3 separate regions of the Gossypium hirsutum genome follow, and all the other regions are linked to region 1. The links are chromatin contacts, called in public Hi-C maps. All regions are on one chromosome and are shown on one strand. The core of a region is the stretch at or near the end of the contact, and the rest is flanking DNA. Distances in the headings are between cores, read along the strand shown. Region 1 holds the start of LOC107950761 (mitochondrial inner membrane protein OXA1). Region 2 holds the start of LOC107950755 (circumsporozoite protein). Region 3 has its middle 23 kb from the start of LOC121215672.

Region 1 (3,074 bases), core at 287-2,786:
TAAGTGAAGAACAAAGGGCATGCTACAAGGTAAAAGAACATGACAAGAAAAAGAAGCAGAAACATCACACACCGTCATTTTTGCAGTAGCTTTAAGTTGACTTATCAAAAACGGAAGAGTTAAACCTCGAACCAAAAGTGTTGTCACAACTATGGAACTCCACCTGAAACAAATAGGAAGCCTATAGTGTTAAAAAGATTAAAAGAAAGGTTTGATTTTCAACATTGCACGCTATCAAAACATGGAGATTAGCATAAACCAAGAAGTCACAAGATACATATCGCATAAGACACACCACGAAGATTCTCATTAAGATTTATTTGTCATCATGTTGCATGTAATAAATTTAATTCAACCATGTGTAAGAGATAATAGCAAACTGGTTTGACTAGAATCTGATAGATTACATATAATGGAGAATGGAGATCAGTGTTTCATAGATCGAAGTCCTTATATTTATAGCACTGATAGTTTATGCTTGCCACCCTTTTGGCCATTTGAAATATTGATCAGGTAGATAGTTTAAATCATCAGATTTGAATCCAATTCATAGTGCATTCCATTCGTTCTTGGTACATTTACATAAATACAAAAAAACTAAATAATTACAAGCAGGAATTACCAGTTCAAGCCAGTAGAAGAATGAACTGCATCGATAACGTACTGTATGGCAGCAACGGGTAACGCAGAATCAGCAGCAGCAACAGCAACCTCATTCACAGCAGGAGCCTGCGAAGCCACTGCTTCGAAAGAACTATCCTTAAGAGCTTCCGAAATATCGGTCATAAGCCCAATCCTATCTGCCCCATCAGTCATAAACTCAATCTTATCTGCCCCATCATTATCTGTAGTCGACATATACCGAAAAAACGACACACCAGTGCTAGGAATGAGAGATAGTTTGGAACATCTTCTATCTTGAAACAACACACCAAAGCCTGATGATGAATTACTAAACCCAGTTCCAAAAGATCTTTGTTGAAACAAATTGCTAGGTTTTGGCTGAGAGTAGGACTCGTTTAAAGGATGATTTTTACGGTCATCTTCATGGACAATGTAGGCAAATGACGGTTGACATCGTCTAGCGATTAGGGTTGCTCTCCTGGAAAGGCTACGCCTAAACGCCATTGATACAAAGAATAGAAATTCCTCTAACAAAAGAAAGGGTACGATCAAATTAAAACCATTAGCAAAGCAAGATAAATGCAGCTAAAATAATATTAAAAACCAAAGCCTCGAGATTCATTTCTAGCAAATAGAACTAAATCACTAAGAAGAGGCCATACAGTGAGATTTTCTGAAGCTAAAATCTGGGAGTTCAAAGAGAGTACCGCAAGTAAGAAGCAAAAACTCAGGGTTTCATTCACATCACAGTGCTGAGTTCGAAAGAGAAAAAGTCTTGTTAAGTGCAGAAACCAACAAGGTGCACTTCGAAACTCGAAACAGAACAGTGATCAACTCCCCTGTATTTACTTCTCCGTACAGCTCTTTTGTTTCGCCCAGTACCTGTTTTTTCTTTTTTGTGTAAATTCCATCCATTTGTAGCGAACAGAATGGGTCACCATTGAGAATACTGGGTCTAGCTTAGCCCACTTGGAGACTGACAGTCATTCCCACTATTTTTTTCCTTGGGTTTATTCATGATTTGACCCTTGAATTATCCCCTTTTTATACATTGATACCTAAAGATTTTTTACCCAATTTTAGTGATTGTTACTCAATTGTACTTTTTACCCCTGAAGCTAATGATGTTGAAAAAGTAGTGGCCAATGAAAACACATCAAATAATCGATGCCAACTTTGATAGTATTGACTACCGTTGACCATAATATTTATTAATTCAAAAGATTGTACAAGGAGGATCCTCAGGGAAACCAAAGAGGTGACTTAGCCTCCCAAAACTTTGGGAAATTACCATTAAGCCCTTTAAATTTTAATTAAGCCTCCCAATATTCTGTAAATTCTCCTCAAGTCTCTTTAATATTTATTTTATAAATTTTAATTAATTCTCCCAAAATTTTTAAAAAATCTTATTAAGTTTTTATAATTTTTAATTGAAGTTGTCAAAATTTTTGAAAATGTTCATTAAGCCCTCTAAAATTCTAAAAGATTTAATTAGCTTCCAGAACATAATGTGTATCTTGATTCTTAATATATCATTCTATAATCATACTAATTCATAATATCTTTAATTATATTTATATGAATGCAAGAGAAAGATGTTAGTTTTAACACTTTAATTTGCATTGGTTGTCTGAAATTTAGTAATTGTGGAGAATGGAAATACAAAATCAGAGAACCAATGTAAAATCATAAAACAGTGGGGGTGTTGCGACATTTTAATTTCAGCCACTCATTGATGCAAAGGGCATGAAAACAATGCTCACAGTTTGGAATGGTCCTTAACTTTTCATTATCTTGGTATTCCCAAAGACATGTTGATCAAGTGTTATCACTAGGCCCTGGTAATTGCCGGGTTTCACTAAGCAAAATCACCGGATAGGCATCAATACTTGGTCCATCAAGTCCTTTCTAATAATTGTTAGACTTCCTTCCGAGTTGAAACACAAGCCCTATGATGCATAACAGGGGTATTTCCTCTCTGAAAACTATACCCATTTTAGCACTTGCCATACCAGAGCTCCGATGTCACTCTTGAACATGCAATTCCCACAGCTGTGTTCACAAGACGTGCAATCGGGTTCATGCCATGTCAATCTCATACCATACTTAGGATCCGAAGCAGGAACTAAAACGCTAGCTATCTTCCTACACGTCCATAATAAAGATGCGTACATATCAAGACGATTCATGGAATGGCCATCACAGAGAAAGTTTCGCCACTAAGACAAGAAATGTACCTTAATTGGGGAAGTTGTTTTGATATTGCACCATTTGAGCAATTTTGAAACACATAGTTTTCAGCATATTGAGGCTCAAAAGGAGTACAAGAGGGGTTCATACCCTTAAGGAGATGTCTTGGGCGGCAATAATTAGGGTCATTGATACAAATAATCGATATTTTCGACTATGAATTGACCAGAAAATGGAAGGGTGAGAACTGCTTTAGGTTG
Region 2 (2,900 bases), core at 67-2,566, 160 kb before region 1:
ACGGGCATTCCATCCTAAAAGTGAAACGATTAGCTTCCACCATCACTCCACATGAAGACATGCTTGAATGGCCTAGATCTGCCATCGGAGATACTATTATGTGTTCTTAAGATGGGAAACTAGGTGGTGACCCCAAAATCCCTTTACCTTTACTATTCACCGCACCGTCCACTGCCATTAGAGGTCCATGACCAAAATATTGCTCAAATAAAGAGTGAAGCTCAGAACGAAGTTTTGTACGTACCTCCGACTTGATTCATTTACGTACCTCCGACTTGATTCCTTCTTGTAGATCTTTCAACCGAACATCAATTCATGTATTCAACTGAGAAAACTCTGACTGCATGTGAGAAAGTTCACCTTGGATCTGTCCGAGTTCCTTCTACATTTGCATGGTTACTCCGTCACCAGTCATGAGGATCGATAGCTTTGATACCTTTGTTGAAGAATGATTTGAGATAGAGATAAAAAAGAAAGAAGAGAGGAAATCCAGAGAAAAAACAGAAAGAGAAAAAAGAAGCTGAAAACAGAATTCAATTTTTCATGTCTTTCCCTTTCGGTTACAAGCAATATAATGACAGCAATAACCGCTATACTGCAATAGACTAAACGCACCCGTTTTTTACTAGACAAAAAACTCATCGTATCACTAATCCACTCAAAAGAAATTGCAGCGTTTAACTAATTATTTTTAACAGTCTTAATAGAAATATAAACAAAGATATGACCGTTAGCTAAACCATAACATTTTTCTTTTTTCTTTTTTTCACTTTAAGGGACCATGGTTATAAGGTCCCCCAAACTCGATTTCACAAGACCCTTATGGGTCTCATCCCATCACGACGCAATAGTCGAGGGAGTTAGGGCTAACATGATGTCGCCTGTTAAGAGGGCTTCACCAGTGCCGCCTGACACTCACCCTTCACCCTATTTTTTCGATTTTCCTTTTTTTTAATTTCATTTTATATTTGTTTTGTATTTGTACTCGGGTTGCGTATTCAAAAGGTTTCACCTATTAAAAAAGTGTTTTTTTCACTGTCAGTCAGAAAAGTCTAAAAATAAAGGTGGTGCCACCTATGCGCCACCCTCCACCATCCCTGATACACCATTTTCGTAAATAGTTCAGCTGGTATACCATTTTGAAACTTTTTTTTATATTATATATGTAAAAAAACAGATATCTAAATTTATTTTAAACATAATTAATACCTAAACTTGAATATCGCACTTATATTGATACATAACTAATGTTGCAAGTGTCATAAAATGATTTAAAAAATCGTAAATTAAAAAAGTTAATAATAATAATTAACGTTGCTTCAGAAACAGGAAAAGAAGATTTGCGATGCGATCCAAAGCCAATGTCAATTATGCAACCTATATCCTTGGAACTCTGTTCCGCTTATATATAACTCCTAAACGCCACCGTTTCCTTTCTCGGTTCAAAGTCTCCTTGTTTTTTTTCTCCCCCAGTTAACCCCTGTTCCTATTCCAACACTTTTTTTTTTTAAATCTACCCTTGTATGTCTGATCTTCTTTTTTCTCTAAAATTTTGATGAGAAATGAAGTATTTCAAGTTTGGAAGTGGTGAATGTGGAAGCTGTCCAAATTAGTGTACAAAAAAAGGTCTACTTTTTAAGGTTAGAAACCTTCAACTTCTTCTTCTTCTTCATATATATTTAGACTGTTTTGAGGTTGCTTTTGATTAAATTCTGTGATGAATAGGTTCTTATTGTAGCAAAAAAATTGGGTTTATGTTAAATATGGAAAGAAATTATGTTCTTTTGATGGGATTTTTTCTACTGCTAGTTGCTGTCGATTGCTCAGGTTCTGATCCAAAGGTGAGTGTTTTTTTTTTAATGGAGAAAGTTGATTAAATTTTTTAATTTCATTCATGGGATCAAATAAAATTTCTCATTGATTTTTCCTTTTTAGGGGAACGAACAGACTGGTTTAAATCAGAAATTAGATGGCACAGTGGAACTGTTGAAGGAAAATGGTGAATCTAAATCTGTTTCAGATTCAATTGGAATTAAAAACTTGAAAGGTAATGGAGGAGATCAAACTAATGGATCAAAAGGAGATATTGGGAGTGATACAAGTAAGAGTAATTTGAAACTGCAATCAGGTTCAAATGGAGGTGAGAATTTGGTGAAGGATGGGAAAGATTCAAGTAGTGAAGCAGAAGGAAATTCAGACAATGAACAACGAGGTGATATTGAGCACAAGGGTCGGGAAGAGTCACATGTTGAAGCCGGAGGAAAGACCGATAGTGGAGAAGGTGATAATGTGCAAAAGGCTAAGCAAGAATCACATTTTGATGCCGGAGGAAAGGCAGATGGTGGAAAAGGTGATAATGAGCACAAGGGTAAGGACGAATCGCGGTTTGAAGCCGGAGGAAAAGTGGACAGTACAAAAGGTGATAACGAGCAAAAGGGTAAGGAAGAATCGCAGTTTGAAGCCAGGGGAAAGGCAGATGGTGGAAAAGGCGATAAGGAGGGTCAGGAATCCAAAGGAGTGATGGATGGTGCGAAAGAAGGTGATAATGAGCAAAAAGGTCAGAAAGAATCAAATCTTAAAACCAGAGGAGAGACGAATGGTGCGAAAGAAGTTGATAACGTGCAAAAGGGTTTGGAAGAATCAAAACATGATAACAAAGGGAATACAGATGGTGAGATAGAAGGTAACAATGTGCAAAAGGGTCAGGAAAAGTCAAATATTGAAGCCAAAGAAAAGACGGATGGTGAAGAAAAGGGAAAACCAGATGATAGTGAAAATCATAAGGAAGTTAAGTCCGAGAAAGACAAGACCCAGAACTTGGTTATGCCACCACCACCACCAACATGGAAAGATGGTTTTCGGGGTGAAGAATGTGATCCTTCTAATATGTGTATGGACAA
Region 3 (2,757 bases), core at 243-2,742, 190 kb after region 1:
GATCAAAATTTAATATATTTCTATACTAATCCCGTAAATATTAAATATTAATATTTACGAATATAATTTATAGAAAAAACATTTTAAAACCGTAATTTTAAAATCATAAAATTAATTTTCGACACCACCCACCTTCGTTATAACTCCTAATTTTTTAATATGTGACTACGCTCAAACCGAGAATTACTTTATAATGATAAAAAATTGTAATATAAATTTCACGAATATATATCTAGGTTTTCGTTTCTTTTCTTTATTTTTTTTATCTTGTTGAAGATGTGAGAAAAAGTTTATACTGTCTTAATCAATTTATTTTTTTTAGGGATAAATTTTAAAATTATATATTAATTTTAATTTAATGTGTAATTATATATATAAATTTTGATTTTATATAATTTTATATATAAAATTTTGTTTTAATTCAACTATCACAAATTATTAACACAATTATTGATATAACATCATTTTATATTTATATATTGCATACAAAAATAATTATATTTATCCAATATAAAAATAAATTAATCTATTTATTTCTTTAAATGTGTATGATTGAATCAAAATTAAAATTACATTTATACATTTGAAACACAATCAAAGTTTCATATATATAGTTGCACCAAATTAAAATTCATACATATAATTACATATTAAACTAAAATTTATGTATAATTTTAAGATTTATCTTTTTTGCTTATTAAAGTTTTCCCTTCCCGTATACATTGCTAATTTGCTAGCACATATTTCTTTATAAAGAAAAATTAAAGCTTCTTTATTCTGGACTTTTTGGTATCAACTTTAATATTCATTGCTTTTAAGAGATAATCATCATCATCATCAGCATCTAAGCCAAAGCTCCAAAAACTTCCCCTCGCATGGAATATGCAAGTCCTATTCTAGCTGGCTCGACATGCTCTTTTTTATTTGAACTCTTTTTGAATTTTAGGTTTTTTAATTGAGGTTTCATCAATTTATGTCATGACATTAGGCTTTTACTGTATCAAATAGGTCAAATAGCTTTTGGCATTGAACCAGCTCTTAGTAGCAACGACAACGATGATTATAGATGGCTGCAAGCTCTATAATCAATCCGAATAGGAATTAGATGAAAAGGTAAATTTTTAGGATAACTTATTTATTAATTAAAAATAACGTGTAAAATAATTTTATATAACATTATATGATTGGATGAGACATTAAGAAGAGCTTACCTAATAATTTCTACCATATAAAAATCTTGAGTATCAAATGTGGAATTACTATTTAATATATTATTGGTGTAGCTTTTTAAAAAAAAAACTCCACAATCTGACTTTTGTTTCGTTTCTTTATCTTTTATCTTTTAAATATGTTATGGGAGGAACAACGGTCATCTAGCTTTTTCATATTTTAGTTAAGTTTTCGTTATAATAATTAGTTATACGTTGCGTTTTTGCTTGTAAGAGTTAATGAAAACGGTGAGTTTTGTTTAACTCAAAACAGGAGCGTTTTGATTCTTGTTACAGGGTTATTATATGTCTGTAACTGCGTGAGGAAATATCATGAAATTGGATAACCGTTATCAACAGTCTCCTTCTCTCGATTTTCTCGTTTTTTTTCTTTCTGTAATTCTTCTTCTCTGTTCTTCATCTTTATCTTTCCGATTTAGAACGTTGCAAAAGGTATCAGAGCTTGTCGATCTTCATGATAGGGGACGGAATCAGTACTCGCATGCAGAAGGAAATCGGCAGATCCAAGGTGAGCTTTCTCACTTGCAACTGGAGCTAACTCAGTGGGATGTACGGATGGACACTAAGATGAAAGATCTGCAGGCAGAAATTAAGTAGGAGGTACGTTCCGAACTTCATTCTGAGCTTCACTCCTTGTTCGAACAATATTTTGGCCAAAGTAACCCATCGATTGTGGGGAATGCATCTAGCAACAAGGGAAAAGGGATCTTAGGAACACCACCGAGGTTTCCACCTCAAGAGCATTTAATAGTATCTCCAAGAGCAGATCTCGGCCATTCGAGCATGTCACAAAGGGGAGTGTTGATGGAATCCGAACATTTTTCTTTTCGAGTTGACTGTCTACATTGTGATGGTGAGCACTTCCGAGGTTGGTGGTTCAAACTAGTGCAGTATTTGAGGCCGAAGGAATTGCAGATCATGCAAAGGTCAGGATCGTCATGTTACACCTTGAAGGTAAAGCACTTGATTGGCATCATTTTTTTGTGCGTAGACATGGAGGGGTTCATCAAGTGTCTTGGGAGGTTTATTCGAGGGGCTTCGAGAGCGTTTCAGATCAGATTTTGTCTTAGATCCTATGGCAGAATTAGTGTCCCTTAAACAACTTAGCTTAGTGGACCAATTTTATGATGATTTTTTGAGTTTGTTGAATCAGCTCAACTTACCTGAATCCTATGCATTAAGTATATTCCTTAGCAACCTCAAACTGAAAATCGGGCAATATCTTCGGTTGTTCAAGCCTCAAACATTGGTAGAAGGTTACCAGTTAGCAAGGCAAGTGGAAACCATTGTGGCGGGACCGGTCAAAAGAGAAGGCAGTTTTAATAGTGGGTCTAATATAATGAGGCCATTATTTCCTGTGATTAGAAGTCAACGTGGGAGTGGTAGTGTTGGATTGGCCAGTGAAACAGTGAATGGGAAATTGGCTCCTAAACTTCCTTCCAAGTCCTTATCGCAAGCTGAATTGGAAGACAGAAGGAAAAAAAGGACTTTGTTTTTGGTGTGGTCTGAAATATTCGCCACGCCATAA

What was found. A called contact is a pair of places that touch in the nucleus more often than the background predicts.
Region 2: a contact with region 1 is called in a Hi-C map of hypocotyl, with 1.9 times the contacts expected there. The contact joins the promoter of LOC107950755 here to the promoter of LOC107950761 in region 1. A contact is called at or near these places in 5 of 34 Hi-C or Micro-C datasets (callus, hypocotyl and leaf).
Region 3: a contact with region 1 is called in a Hi-C map of leaf, with 2.2 times the contacts expected there. The contact joins the enhancer-like site here to the promoter of LOC107950761 in region 1. A contact is called at or near these places in 6 of 34 Hi-C or Micro-C datasets (anther, callus, hypocotyl and 1 more).

The regions. Positions count from the first base shown.
Region 1 is chrD03:33,799,694-33,802,767 of Gossypium_hirsutum_v2.1, forward strand. LOC107950761 (mitochondrial inner membrane protein OXA1) reads right to left here and starts at 1,537. Exons shown (of 11, transcript XM_041089985.1): 1 at 1,332-1,537; 2 at 623-1,151; 3 at 73-163. The coding sequence starts at 1,128.
Region 2 is chrD03:33,643,091-33,645,990 of Gossypium_hirsutum_v2.1, forward strand. LOC107950755 (circumsporozoite protein) reads left to right here and starts at 1,317. Exons shown (of 5, transcript XM_016885706.2): 1 at 1,317-1,640; 2 at 1,726-1,841; 3 at 1,936-2,900. The coding sequence starts at 1,755.
Region 3 is chrD03:33,992,954-33,995,710 of Gossypium_hirsutum_v2.1, forward strand. No RefSeq gene overlaps it. Among protein-coding and RNA genes, the nearest start is that of LOC121215672, 23 kb to the right of the region's middle. Within about 2 kb of position 1,493, at least 6 of the 9 cell types and tissues checked have an H3K27ac peak or open chromatin away from gene starts, as enhancers often do. A contact at or near this core is called in leaf, where this site is marked.